Regions from separate parts of the Zea mays genome. Here region 2 is linked to region 1. Evidence: chromatin contacts called from public Hi-C data. All regions are on one chromosome and are shown on one strand. Each heading gives the region's core, a stretch centred on a gene start, on an enhancer-like site or on the middle of the called end of the contact. The rest is flanking DNA. Distances are from core to core; before and after follow the strand shown. Region 1 holds the start of LOC100278286. Region 2 holds the start of LOC103638137 (histone H3.3).

Region 1 (7,200 bases), core at 1,705-4,204:
TACTAAATATGGTACCTTAATCTTTAACCTAACCACATCTTTTGTCCATTCTTGGTCAGCCAGTTAATTACTTGATCTAAGAAAGAATCTGTTACGGTCGGTCACCAATATAGGCGTCGACCACAGGTCACATGCGGCCAGAGAGATTAGATAAGGCTTATCTAATAGAAGAGAGATTATCTTAGTATTAGTTAGATAAAGATGAGAGATTATCTCAGGTTAGTTGGATACAGCCACGGCGCCCGTGCGCCGTGATCTCCAGCCCCTTCCATCTCCTCACCCCTATTCCCTACGAGACATCCCCGGTAGTATCAGGAATCCTATCAGAATCACATCATATATGATTCACTAGAAATCTTCTCCAGTCATTTTGTACTGATACTGTTTGCTGAACTTCAGTTTGAATTTCCCCTAAATACGGCACCTTGATCGCTAATGTAACCACATTTTTTTATACATTCATGTCTGCTAGCTAAGTACTTAATCTAAGAAAGAATCACATCACATATTATTCACGAGAAATCTTCTCCAATCATTTCTTATTGTATATCTTGCTAAACATTAGTTTGATTGTTCCCACTGAAGTATACTAGCATTTCCAGTTTACATAATGGGTTAGTAAGTAGTAACAAAGCTCTGGATTTATTGAAACTAGTTATGAAGATGGAAGCACTCTTTGGTGGGATGTACGAAAGCCTGGATTACCTTTATCTTCAGTGAAGTATCATTCAGAATCAGGTCTCATGCAGCTCCCTCTTAGTTTTTCATTCAACTTATATTTTTCAATAATAGTTACATTTATATTCCTTTGATGGAATGAAACAAGGCATGATCTAACAAGTTACAGGTGTGCAGCTTTATCCATTGCTATTGATGGATTTTGCAATGGTGGAATCTCAGGAGGTGCTGATGATAAAGTAGTCATGTTCACGCTCGACCATCCAAAGGTTTGCTTATCTCTGTTCTGTCATGGAAGATTTACGCATCGATTAATTTTTCTGTATCAAATGAATGTGCAACACTGTGTGCTATGTGTTAGACTTTATACAAGGTTTGTTAATGGCATATAGACCATGTTACTGTGTCGCTATTCTGGTGTTAATAATTAAAAGGTTTTGCAGCTCATCACAAACATCTTCTTGATTTGAAGATGTAGTGTTTTTATTCCGTAGGAGTGCTTGGAAGTGTTTGGCCTGTTGCCTCGTTTTGTTGATACGATATTTCCTTCCGGTTGCAGGGCACATTTATTCTTAGGAAAGAAATAGAACTCGAGCGACCGGGTATTGCTGGCACAGCAATTCGTCCAGACAACAAGATCGCTGCAACCGCTGGCTGGGATCACAGGTTTTTCTCTGTTTTCATGTTTTTTAACTGTTTACTAGTTGTAGCAATCTAACCCATTTCTGATGGATTTTGGACTTGTGTGTCAGTAATTAAATTCAATGTTAATGTGGTTCGGGTGATCCTGGATGCCCAATGTCATCCCTTCTAGTTGTTGTTGTTGTTGCATCTGTGACCTTTTCGGTGGTTTTAACCTTGCAGGATTCGAGTGTACAACTACAACAAAGGAAATGCTCTAGCCGTGTTGAAGTATCACAGTGCTTCGGTATGCTACTTGTCCATCTGATTGCGTTCTGTATTTTCTGCAGGCATCTAATGTTAATACTTTCTTCCTCTTCGCAGTGCAATGCAGTGACCTTCTCATCTGACTGCAAGCTCATGGCTTCCTGCTCGGCGGATACCACGGTTGCGCTGTGGGACCTCTATCCCCCAAAACCCCAAAGCAAAGCGGACATCACAGAAACAGACGAGGCCTCCTGCTAGCTCATGTAGTTTGGGCCTTCCTGATACCTTCTGGCAGAATTTTGGAGCTTCCGTGCAATGAAAATCTGAACTTGTCGCAACAGTGCAAGCGATTTATTCTTTTTCGTCAAAGAAAAGAGTAAGTTATGATGTGCCTTCCACAGGGAAACGCAAACGTATGCATGCAACTGTTGTTAGGAACGGTTCTCTTGATTTCTTTATTTTTCATTGAAATTCTACTCGGTTTCGTGGAACAGTTGTAGTGTCTCAAGAGCATGAAATTGATTTAAAGGCAAGGCAGTTGAAGAACTGACTCTTTGAATACTCAGATGATTGATTTGAACAAATTTCTGCAAATTTCCAGTACACTGTACACCTACATTTGCTACTGTTCGATCCAATGGCAGTACTGAACCGGGATGCAGTTCTTGCTGTTGTGCATGTCCAGGAAAGAGGGTATCGTATCCCAATGTTCCATGTAGTTGGGGGGTTCTATTGCTAGAAAAGAACATTAGTCCTTGCTGACTCGGTGACTCCAATGCGATGCGAGCCCATGAACGACGGTCCTAACCTTCACGCGCAACAGCCGCAATCGCCGCTCGTTCTAGTTCTTTGGCGTCGGCCAGCCACGGCCGCCTCAACGCCGCCGTATCTTCAACGTCACTTGCGGCATCCGACGACGGAGCCGAGGTGCCATCGAAGGTGCCGTCGAACGGCGCCTCGCAGAAGGCCATCGCGGCCACGAGCCTCTCCACCGGCCGCTTCTTCGCGGCTGCGGCCAGCCTCGCCTGTGCCGATGACGCCACGTCTCCGCCGGCTCCGGCCTCGGGGACGTTCGTTGCGCAGGCGCGGCCTCCGGCGGCACCTGACGACGGGGACCTTGTGCCGTCGAACGGCGCCTCGCAGAAGGCCACCATGGCCGCGAGCCTCTCCATCGGCCACTTCGCGGCCAGCAACGCCAGCCTCGACGACGCCATGCCATACCCGCCAGCCTTGGGGACGTTGGTCGAAGATGAGCTGTTCCCGGCGGCAAGCGAGGACGCAGGCGAGGTGCCGTCGAACGGTGCCTCGCAGAAGGCCATCATGGCGACGAGGCTCTCCATCGCCGCTTTCTCGAGCCTGTTCGAGTTCGATGTCGATTGGTTTTGGTCGAGGATGAGACGCAGGCGGCAGGCAGCGTTTATATATGCATATATGGACGCCCATAGCTATAGTTTGTTAACCTGGTTTGGATTCCTGCTCGGACATACTCCGTACGCCTCAATATCGTGCGGACTCCTAAGCAGGTCCGTAGTTGTAGCAACAAACTTGTCTGCTGCAGAGTTTCTTTCAGATTTATCACGTTTCAGTTAAGTTCAGATTAGATCGATAGGTATAGAATCCTGTAAGGATTTAGTTTTAGTTTGCCAGGTTGTTTGCCGAGTCAATTCTCGGTATAAATACCTATGCCTCGTTTCCTTCAGATGACTTAAATGATTGCAATGATGAAGTCACTATTGTAGACTTCGCTTTCATCGCCTGGCAGTCAATTACTCCCACTGTTTTCTTTTTTTATTTGTCACGGCGACAAATATTCAAGGGCGGACTGTATAGAGAGAGGTGCATAAGGCTACTCTAGTGCAAGCATTGAGGGGACATTTTTTTTGGCAGAGAATGCATACAATTATGGCACTCAGTAATTCTTATGAGTAGCTGGGGCTAAAAAAATGAAATGACTGAATGATTGAGTTTGTTCGTTTTATTTCCTATGATGATGTCTATTTTTTAGAATGAATAACCCGTTAAAATAATTTCTTTCTCGGTAATTCTTCTTTTTCCGTAATGTCAATTTTTTTAAGTGACAACACCTAACTGGCCCATTCAATTTCAAGCATTTGAATTTGGAATAAAAAAGTATAAAAAATCGTTGATGTAAACTTAGGCATGTTTGGTTGATATAACCTACAAACTCACCGAGATTGAGCGTCTTTGATGTGACGACGGCATGGATGTGCAGTGATTCCTTGAGGACTAGTTTGGGAACCAAAAAATCGGAGGGGATTAGAGGGACTAAAATTCTCTCCTTATTTAAAATTATATAAGAAGGAAATTTTAGTCCCTCTAATACCCTCCGGCATTTAGATTCCCAAACTAGCCCTGATGTAAACTTAGGGTCTGTTTGGTTGGAGTTATAGTAAACGCAAACCGAAATGGAATTAATCTGTAACGAAATACTATGGTGCTGTTTGGTACGTTGATTTAGTGCCGTAATCAGTTAACAGAGTAATCTATTACCATTGCTTTATGTTTGATTAGACTATACCATAAAGGATTGCAGTGGGATGCAATACCAGCCAATTCAAAATCATTACCGTTGCCTTTTGATTGTTAGCCAATTCCAATCCTTCTTTTTGATCCCACGCTGCAACCAAACATAGACCGGTAACCGTTTACAATAAAGGATAGCAGGTGCAATAAGTTCCATTTCCATTACCACTACCGGTAGAGCGTGCTGATAACGTGTTAAGAACTATGTTACCACGGATCACCAGATCCGCTCCCTTCCCTCCCGTCAACAGTAGAGGCGCAAGAAGCTGTAGAGAACCCGTCTCCCTTCCCATAAGTACGACAGAGGAAACACACGAGACACATGATATAGGGTTGGGCCTCTGGCCTCTTTCTAATCTCTGTATTATGAGGGGTGTACAGGTTCTTTATATAGAGATGTGAGACCCCTCAAGGGCAAAGCAGGTATTTGCCCAAACGAGATGCTATGGACCAGAGCCAACTCCCATGGCGGCTGGCGCTCCCGGTTGCTAGCCGTACAAACCAAACAAAAACAATGGTGTTGAAGTGTGGCGGGAATGGTTATAGACCAAAATAGGCCCGGACCAAACACCGTGTTAAAAGGTGGAGAGAATTGCAGGCTGGGTGCTGGGCTTAGCGATGGGCCTCGATGACGGGTTGGAGAAACAGCGCGGCGGGTTGTCGAAGATGTACGGCTAATTGCTGAGGTTCCACGCCAAAGATATGTAGTGTTCTTAAACTTTGGGCCAAATCTTAGGGTGGACGGTGGCCCGTTTGGCCCACCCATGTTGCCTTCTTTCTGACTGGAAAGGGAAGCAGATAGTACAGAGTGATCAGAATTCATTCACTCAAGCCGTCCTTCCGTTGGTTTGGTTAGAGAATACACTCCTTCCAGGTTAAACTATTCTTTTCCATCCGCTTGCACTCCTCCTTCCAGGTTAGAGAATACTACACTGCTCGTCCCGTACGTTCTGAAACAAGATCATTCGTTTAGAGCTACTTACGTATCTAGACAAGCACTTCGTCCAAATACAAATACGCGGCTAGATCAGCTCCTGCCTGACGGAGGAGGAGTGCATCAGCGCAAGAGACGGCACTAATAATAATATAGCTCGATCTCCCGTTTCAGCCTTCCAACAGCCAACAGGGGTAAAGGTAGGTAACGCAAGCACAAGTAGGTATGCGACGCTTCAACGTTTCTTTTCTTTTATATCTAGCTGCATGTATGCAGGTTCTTTTATTCAGAGTCACTGACCAGTCTTTCTTAGCAGACAGCAGCAGATGTCATTATCTCAAATTCACCGTCGCTATTGCTACCAAACCAAACCATCTTTCTAGTAAACAAGCACACACACACACGTGTGTGGCGGTAGTCAAAGCCTGCGAAGCTTCACAACTGTCCCCGAATCCCGATCACTTCTCCGGACTCGTGTACAATCAGAACCGGTCAAAGCGCTCGTCTCCTGTCCCGGAGCTAGACGTAGCGGTGTCCAGGTTCAGACATGGCAGGCGCCGCAAGAACTGCGCGCACCAACCGAAACGTTTCTAAACTATCGTCAGCAAGAACTGCGCACGGCGCACCAACCGTTCCAGCTCTGTCCGGAAACGTACTGATCTCTCTACCCCCCCCCCCCCCCCCCCCCCCCCCCCCCATCCCAGGTTGGGTTCGTGTCACCTCTGTTCGTCGAGCTGCAGCTGGAGTGTGGGACACTTGGACTGGACCGGACCGGACCGGATGCTGAGCTTTTTCAGATGCCCCACTCGACTCGACGACCGGTTCCTTGTACGGACTCGGACTTGCCCGGGCGGCAAGGAAACGTACGTTGCAAGAGTTGAGATGTCTGACGCCGCAACTGCGAAGTAGAGTTCTCCTCTTTATTTGTGGAGGAAAGAAGCACGACATTGTTCTCCTATAAGCATGAGAGGTCCCCGGATAACGATGCTGACATGCTGTGCTACTAGTTTTTTGCTAAACAAAAATGACAGCAGGTTAAGCACACACGTGCGTGCCCTGCCCTATACCATCAACCTAGAGACCATGCAAGAACTCGAGGTTCGCCGTGGCCGGGAAAGATGGCGTTGGGATGAGAAAAGATACAGTGAAAAGAAAGAATGAAAAGATTTGTGGTTACGTCCGAATGAAGCCAATCTTCTTCTTCTTTAAGGACGAACGAACCACCATCTCTGCAACACGATGGTAGTAGAGTTGGTGGCAAGCAGCCTTACACGAGCACTTGTACTGCTAGAAATATACACGTACTTGTTTTAATTTGAACACGAGATCACTTTAACCAGGTCTAGTCGGTGCATTTTTTTTCTGATCCTTTTCTTCTATTGGAATCGAGATATACACATCTCCCAGATTCAATAATCGTTCAAGTTTAATTTTTAAGGCTAGCTTGTTTATGTTTTCCCCCTCTACATTTTAGCTCTAAACTATACAGCTAAAGCTTTACATAAATAGTCTAAAGTTAGCCCATCTCATGTTGGATTTATAGCTTAAAATTGATATAAAGTGTTTGAAATCGTTGAGAGCTCTAGAGTGTAGACGAAGATAAAGTGTTTTAGGTCTCTTATAAGAGCACTGAAGTTTGGAGGGGTGGATCCAGATGGTGGGTACTTATTCTACCGACCTTTGGCAACTGGTACCTTCTGCCGTAACCGCTGAATTAGACGAGGCAGCATTAGCCTCCTTATTCGACCAGCGTCAACGCGCGGTGGTGCATTCCATTCCATTCCATTGCATCTGAACCGAACTGGTAGTGCTGCTGGACAGACGATCCGATCCGATCCCCGGTGAACGGGACCGAACAAACAATGGGCATGGCAATTGGCACCCCCAGCAGCGACAGGATGGACACCACACCAGCATATAAAGTGTCGACAGGGGCAAAGGACTAGGAGGTTCTCCTACGATCTTGTTCTTCGAGAGAGCTGAGATGGTCAGCTATCCGTCACCCAGCCCAAGTCATTCACTCCCAGATAGATGCTGAAAGGCACGGCGACGGCGAATATGGGGCACGACGCAACGTCTGGTCTGCCTAGTGCGGTCGAGAGCACCCAGTGCCACTAGCTCAGCTCCCACACGACGCAACGCAGCAGCGGCGGCTG
Region 2 (7,200 bases), core at 1,854-4,353, 210 kb before region 1:
TCAACCAGCGTATCGGATTACCACTACAAATCAAACTCTAGGTAGCATGCTAGATTTACTAATCAAGTAGCATACAATTCACATGGTATTTAAGTCAAGGAAAGATTCTACAAGGTGATCAGTTTTTGTAACCCCTTGATATGATAATATTGGGAAAACATTATACAAAATCGGATAGATTTAGTTTCTCAACAGTGGCATGTGCATTTGCTTGAGACAAAGAATAGTCTCATATATGTTACTCAGTTTAAATGTTGACCTGATAAATAAGACAGAGTCACATGCTTTAAGCCGTTTCACACCCACAAAAAGACTCCATCCAATTGTTAGAAGATGTCAGCTTGGCTTGCCTACAAGGAACATCATGGCAAGAAACATTTAGACAATATGTTTAACTATTTGGTTATATTGATTTTTACAAAATACTATTCAGTAAATGGTAAGCACCTTGTTCATCATATTCCAATACCCAACTCTAGGCAAGCAGTCATTCTCTCTGCCAGTTTTATTATACTTGAGCTTCATCATAAGTAAAATATAAAATACTAAATATGTTGCAAGAAAATACGACTGGTGTTAGTTATCAAACCCACAAAGAGTTGCTCCAGTTTATAAAACAGGAGTTCATTCTAAAACAGGAGTATATTAACTATGACAAAGAAGGGTAATATGAACATTAAAAAATGCTTCAAAAGCCACTGCTGCAATAAGAGTGGAGCGACATTGGATCTCTTACCCTTTATATTGTTCTTTTCTCTATAATTTATCTTCATACTCGATAGGATTTTCCCCCACTGTTTTCGCTAAAAGAATCACGAGTGGGTTTCAACCTACCCGAGGAGCAAGTAAAATTTTTGCCTGGATTGAAGCCAACGTTCGACTGTAAAAATAAATAAACGACCACCATGTAACACAAAACAACTGTAGTTGGCTTGGTTAAGCGTGTGCTTCTCTACCGAATCGGTCACAGTTTGATTCCTGCTCGCCACATATTTTTGCCGCGCGGGAGGGAGGCCACGGCTGGTGGCAGAACAGCGAGAGGCAGGCTACCCTTACGACTTTAATAACTCTTATATCTTCTACTATAACATCAAAATAATATGTGGTGTGGTGGATATGTTGTCTCTAATCTAGCAGGGCAAAACAGGAAATGAAAAAAAGGCAGAACGGCAGACTACCCTTACCGCCTTAATAAGTAGTAGAGATTTTACGAGGGATGAGGGCAAAACAGGAAATGAAAAAAGGCAGAACGGCATGTTACCCTTAATAAGTAGTAGAGATTTAACGAAAAAATAATATCAAAGTAAAAATTAATAATAATCATAAAAAATAAATAAGATGAGCTAGTCAAACTTAGGTAAAAAGATTTAAATGAATTCTAAATTAGAACGGAGGGATTATATTCTAAATTCTTTGGACTGTATAAAGCGGCACTTAGGATTAATTTAGCTGGATTACAAATCAGTTGTGCCAATTAGAAAATTTGAGCTTTGAACGAACGATCTAATTCATTTCAGAGATTTGCGTCAGAATCAGTGGACAGTGCCTATGTGATCACCTATTCGACTGTTGTTTACTTTTTTTTACTACGTATCTAAACCGAAATAAATTTGGACAAACAAAATTTACAGCAATAAATTATGGTCAGTGATGTTCTAAATTATATTGAGCTATTTGTTTTCACCGGGGCGCCAATTTTACGGAGATTCCGAAAGTGGAAAGAGTCTTTAGACCGTGTCATCTGCTCTATAGAAGAGTAGAAGAGTTTGAATATCGGGGAAACTCATTTCCCTGTTAGCTGCAGAGTCCACGGAAACGGAATTCAAAACCGACCTCAAAAAGACCATCGTGTTGCACGTGTATCCGGGGTTCGCGTCCTATTAGAAGAGAAAAAAAAAGACAATTTTGTTCCAAAATCCGGACTAACACCACATTTTTCAGACCGGACAGCCCTCCAACGCAACGACTGCTAATTGCCTCATTGTCTTGCGTCTGAGGGCAATTACAGTACATCGATTAGGTCTAGCTGCTGATTCCCGTGCCCTCGATATTTACCCAAACGGGCACACAGATTTCGGTGAACCATTCCAATAACAACAAACCGTGTTCTACACGGCACACAAAAAAATACGAATTGTGTCGTTTGGCAACACGAATGATCAGTCTTTTACCAAGATCGCTTCGGGACGAAGCGGCCTACACGAACTACCGCACAAAATAGACTTGTAAAGCCGTTTTTACACTACTTCTTCGCCGCGCCGTCTAAAAGCGAACAAACAGCATAAAGTTACAAATTGCACTCCTCCATCCCTCCGCCGCCACTGGGGCCGGGCGCGAGATACGCCTACGCGCGCTCGCCGCGGATGCGGCGGGCGAGCTGGATGTCTTTGGGCATGATGGTGACGCGCTTTGCGTGGATGGCGCAGAGGTTGGTGTCCTCGAACAGGCCGACGAGGTAGGCCTCGGCGGCTTCCTGGAGGGCCAGGACGGCGTGGCTCTGGAACCGCAGATCCGTCTTGAAGTCCTGAGCGATCTCACGGACCAGGCGCTGGAAGGGCAACTTCCGGATCAGCAGCTCCGTGCTCTTCTGGTACTTGCGGATCTCGCGCAGCGCCACCGTCCCGGGCCTGTACCTGTGGGGCTTCTTCACGCCGCCGGTCGTCGGCGCCGACTTCCTCGCCGCCTGCAACAAAACAACAACCGCCGCCGCGTCAGCGCCGTCTTACAACGGGAACCATCGAGGGGATCGGAACAGCAGATCGGTACGGGTAGGTAGAGACGAACCTTGGTGGCGAGCTGCTTGCGCGGGGCCTTGCCTCCGGTGGACTTGCGGGCGGTCTGCTTCGTACGAGCCATCTTCTCCTCTCCTTGGCTGCTCGATTTCTTCCTTGCCTGGACGGAACGAATTTGAGGGCGACGATGCGGTGGCTAGGGACGGGAACTGGGGCGCGGGGGGAGTTATATAGATCACGGGAGAGGTGCGGGAGGGCGGGCGTGGACCAAGGCGGTCTCATGTGACCGTTGGGAAAGTGGATTCGGGATGCGAGGCGGGATCGGACGGCGCGGGGCGGGCGAGAGAAAACACACGATCCGTGGAGAGGTGGAATTGAGGCTGTGATTGGTGGGCGGGACGGGAAGCACGGATCGGTGACGTGGCGAAAGACGTGGGGCCCGGGCTGCCAGCGACCGAGGGCGACGTGGGTTTGGAATAGGCGGGCTTCGCGGCGGAACGGGCACCTAGTCGGTTTTGCACTCCGTGTCGAAGAGGCAATGGGTACGCCAAACTGGTATGGGTAGAGTGGTAGTGGGATGGAGCCATTGGCAATTTTGCCATTATCATTTGTGGGCTTCGCCAGTATGCCATCGGACCCACAAATCATAGACACAGACGGTCCCACCAGTCATAGACACGGGATGGCATAATGACAGGCAGCCAAAATTGAGAGTGACAAAATAGCAAATTTCTCAGTGGGATGGGCAGTGGGTACGTCGAACTTGAGGTCGGATGGGTAAAAATTCTATTATAGTATGGATATAGCGAATTTTGATATGATGACCTTGGTAGGGTGTAAGAGTAACTTCACTAGTTTTTGAAAAAAAATAGCTCCTTAAAAAATAGCTGTTTACGAAGTTGATAAATATAGTTTAGAAGTAAAACATCATTTTATCTACAACAGTTCTTGATATGTAGGCACTAATTCACTGCATATGAGTTCGTTCCTCGGACCAACTCACATATGATGCATCCATCCATCCATGGACAGATGGTCTTCTCTTCTTTAATTTCTGTAGCTCACTCTTCCATGAATATTGTAGCTAACTGTTTCCCATTTATTTGTTGCGCGCTGCTGTAAATTGCTTATGTAGAGGAACTAATTGAACGGAAAGGCATGGTGAATTGGTGAGCGATGAGCGGGTGACTCCTATAGAGATGATTGCATTGGTCTCTCTTGCTTAGTCAACTGGCGACCGGTAAAGAAAAGATCTAATTTTTCGAGAGGGGAGAAAAAAAGTAAAGATCTTGTTCTCTCTCTAATTTCCCTTGATTGATTTTTTTTGTTTTGTGTTAAACTGGAGCTGGAGTCTAGAGCCTTTTCACTTCATTAATTGATCCTTTCCTTTCTCTGCCCTACCCTCAGAGGTTGAGCCCTGAAGAAGAGAAGAACAAGCTATGCACCTAAAAAATACCAATTGCAATGTATTATATCTGTTTGACCGACTGATGGAAGCAACTCAATAACAGTGCAAAAGACATCCATGCTCCTGAGTCCTGACTGGGTACTGGGAATATAGTACTAGCACCACCTAGCTACCAGTCAAAGAGCAATACATACATCTACTTAGTTAATAGAATCAATCATATACGATGAAATGGTGCACGACCTTTAGTATTATTCATGTGGTGTAGTAATAGTACTGGCTCTGCAGGTTGACTGGCTCCATTTATGTATAGATGATCAGAGATGCATGAGACTACCAGGATAGATGTCGATTTTGGAACAATCAGAGATGGAGCTAGGTCAGACCATCATTATCATTGGAGGGAGAGGGAGAGTGAGAGCATGAAAGAATGAAGCCAACAACACACAACACACTAGACGCCAGTAGCATAGCGTGGTCCTTGCTTGCAATATTGCAACAAAGCTATAGAGTGCACACACTCCATCTATAGCTAGCGATAGCCAATAGCAAGCATGGTGGTGTTGGTGCTGCTGTACATGCATGTTGTGTTTGCCCTTAGCAGGCAGCAGACAGAACTAGACTAGACACTAGATGAGAGGGAAGCAGCAACACCAGTAATATTGTGCCATCGGCCAGCCGTCAATGCCCTCTTCTGCTCTTCATATAGTACTACTCCTAAAATCCTAAAGCTAATCCCGCGCGGAGTGGTGCGCGAAAAAATAACAGATTCGCTGAACAAAGAAGAAAAAAGGTGCCGGGTACCATAATTGGGGGTACCCCCAATGCTCCTTAATCCGGCTAGAAAACATCTTCAGAACAAACCATACACAGCTGATAAAGCGTGGTTCAAGTCAGGGTCTCGTCTACCAAGGGACGCAACCTCATCCGAGCCCAGCCTCGCCCTCGGGCGGGAACAGTGGTCCCGGGCGGATTCACGCCTCGCCCGAGGGCCTCCTCAGGCAGTGAGCGCACCCTCGGCTCGCCTGGAGCCCAGATCGTATCGCCCTATCAACCGACTGTATCGCATGCGCATTTAATGCGGGGATCGCCTGACACCTTATCCTGACACGCGTGCCTCAGTCGGCAAGGTCGAAGTGACCGCAGTCACTTCGCCCCTTCACTGACCGATCTGACAGGAAAACAGCGCTATTCACCCCGCTCCGGCTACTGTGCCAACCACCAAGGCAAGACTAGCAACAATAAGTCGTGACCTCTCCCGAGTTCAGCCTCGGCGCAGCAGGGAGCTCCGCCTCGCCCGACCTCAGGCCTCGGCCTCAGCCGCGGCCTCGAGAGGAAGTCTCCGCCTCGCCCGACCCCAGGCCTCGGCCTCAGCCTCGGCCTTGGGAGGAGTCACAGCCTCGCCCGACCCCAGCCTCAGCCTCAGGAGAAGTCTCCGCCTCGCCCGACCTGGGCCTCGGACCGACTATGCTACAGGGGATGTGAAAGTCGCCTAGAGGGGGGTGAATAGGGCGAAACTGAAATTTACAAAGTTAATCACAACTACAAGTCGGGTTAGCGTTAGAAATAGAAACGAGTCCGAGAGAGAGGGCGTAAAACAAATCGCAAGCGAATAAAGAGTGTGACACACGGATTTGTTTTACCGAGGTTCGGTTCTTGCAAACCTACTCCCCGTTGAGGTGGTCACAAAGACCGGGTCTCTTTCAACCCTTTCCCTCTCTCAAACGGTCCCTCGGACCAAGTGAGCTTTTCTTCTCAATCACTTGGAACACAAAGTTCCCACAAGGATCACCACACGATTGGTGTCTCTTGCCTCAATTACAAGTGAGTTTGATCTCAAGAAAGAATGAGAAAGAAAGCAATCCAAGCGCAAGAGCTCAAAAGAACACAACAAATCACTCTCACTTAACACTAAAGCTTTTGTGAAATTGGGAGAGGATTTGGTCACTTGGGTGTGTCTTGTATTGAATGTCTAGCTCTTGTAAGTGGTTGGAAGGTAGAAAACTTGGATGACTTGAATGTGGGGTGGTTGGGGGTATTTATAACCCCAACCACCAAACTAGCCGTTTGGTGGAGGCTGCTGTCGCATGGCGCACCGGACAGTCTGGTGCGCCACCGGACACTGTCCGGTGCGCCAGCCACGTCACCAGGCCGTTGGGTTCCGACCGTTGGAGTTCTGTCGTGTGGGCCCGCCTGGCTGTCCGGTGGTGCACCGGACAAGTCCTGTAGACTGTCCGGTGTGCCACCCGCGCGTGCTCTGCTCCTCTGCGCGCGCTGGCGATGAATTATAGCGAAGCGCCTCTGAGAATTCCCGAAGGTGCGAAGTTTGGCTTGGAGTCCCCTGGTGCACCGGACACTGTCCGGTGGCACACCGGATAGTCCGGTGCGCCAGACCAGGGCTGCCTTCGGTTATCCCTTGCTCTTTTTGTTGAACCCATTTCTTGGTCTTTTTATTGGCTAAGTGTGAACCTTTGGCACCTGTATAACTTATACACTAGAGCAAACTAGTTATTTCAATTATTTGTGTTGGGCAATTCAACCACCAAAATCAATTAGGAAATAGGTGTAAGCCTAATTCCCTTTCAATCTCCCCCTTTTTGGTGATTGATGCCAACACAAACCAAAGCAAATATAGAAGTGCATGTTTGAACTAGTTTGCATAATGTAAGTGTAAAGATTACTTGAAATTGAGCCAATATAAATACTTATAATATGTGCATGGATTGTTTCTTTAATTTTAACATTTTGGGCCACGCTTGCACCACATGTTTTGTTTTTGCAAATTCTTTTGTAAATTCTTCTCAAAGTCCTTTTGCAGATAGTCAGAGGTAAATAAATAAGATTTTGCGAAGCATTTTCAAGATTTGAAATTTTCTCCCCCTGATTCAAATGCTTTTCCTTTGACTTAAACAAAACTCCCCCTTGATAAAAATTCCTCCTCTTAGTGTTCAAGAGGGTTTTAAGATATGATTTTGAAAATACTACTCTCTCCCCTTTTTGAACACAATGAGATGCCAATTTGAAAAATCATACCAATTGAAAAACTCTTTTTAAAATTAG

What was found. A called contact is a pair of places that touch in the nucleus more often than the background predicts.
Region 2: a contact with region 1 is called in a Hi-C map of ear, with 7 times the contacts expected there. The contact joins the promoter of LOC103638137 here to the promoter of LOC100278286 in region 1. A contact is called at or near these places in 3 of 25 Hi-C or Micro-C datasets (bundle sheath, ear and tassel) and 1 of 3 datasets of contacts at active chromatin or transcription factors (leaf).

Annotation. Positions count from the first base shown.
Region 1 is chr9:25,421,387-25,428,586 of Zm-B73-REFERENCE-NAM-5.0, reverse strand. It overlaps LOC100278286, which reads right to left and starts at 2,954. Exons shown (of 1, transcript NM_001151609.1): 1 at 2,137-2,954. The coding sequence starts at 2,906. The coding sequence ends at 2,370. It overlaps LOC100281713, which reads left to right. Exons shown (of 14, transcript NM_001368085.1): 10 at 656-738; 11 at 856-947; 12 at 1,238-1,344; 13 at 1,543-1,606; 14 at 1,684-2,130. The coding sequence ends at 1,824.
Region 2 is chr9:25,630,737-25,637,936 of Zm-B73-REFERENCE-NAM-5.0, reverse strand. It overlaps LOC103638137 (histone H3.3), which reads right to left and starts at 3,103. Exons shown (of 2, transcript XM_008661118.4): 1 at 2,785-3,103; 2 at 2,073-2,683. The coding sequence starts at 2,856. The coding sequence ends at 2,345.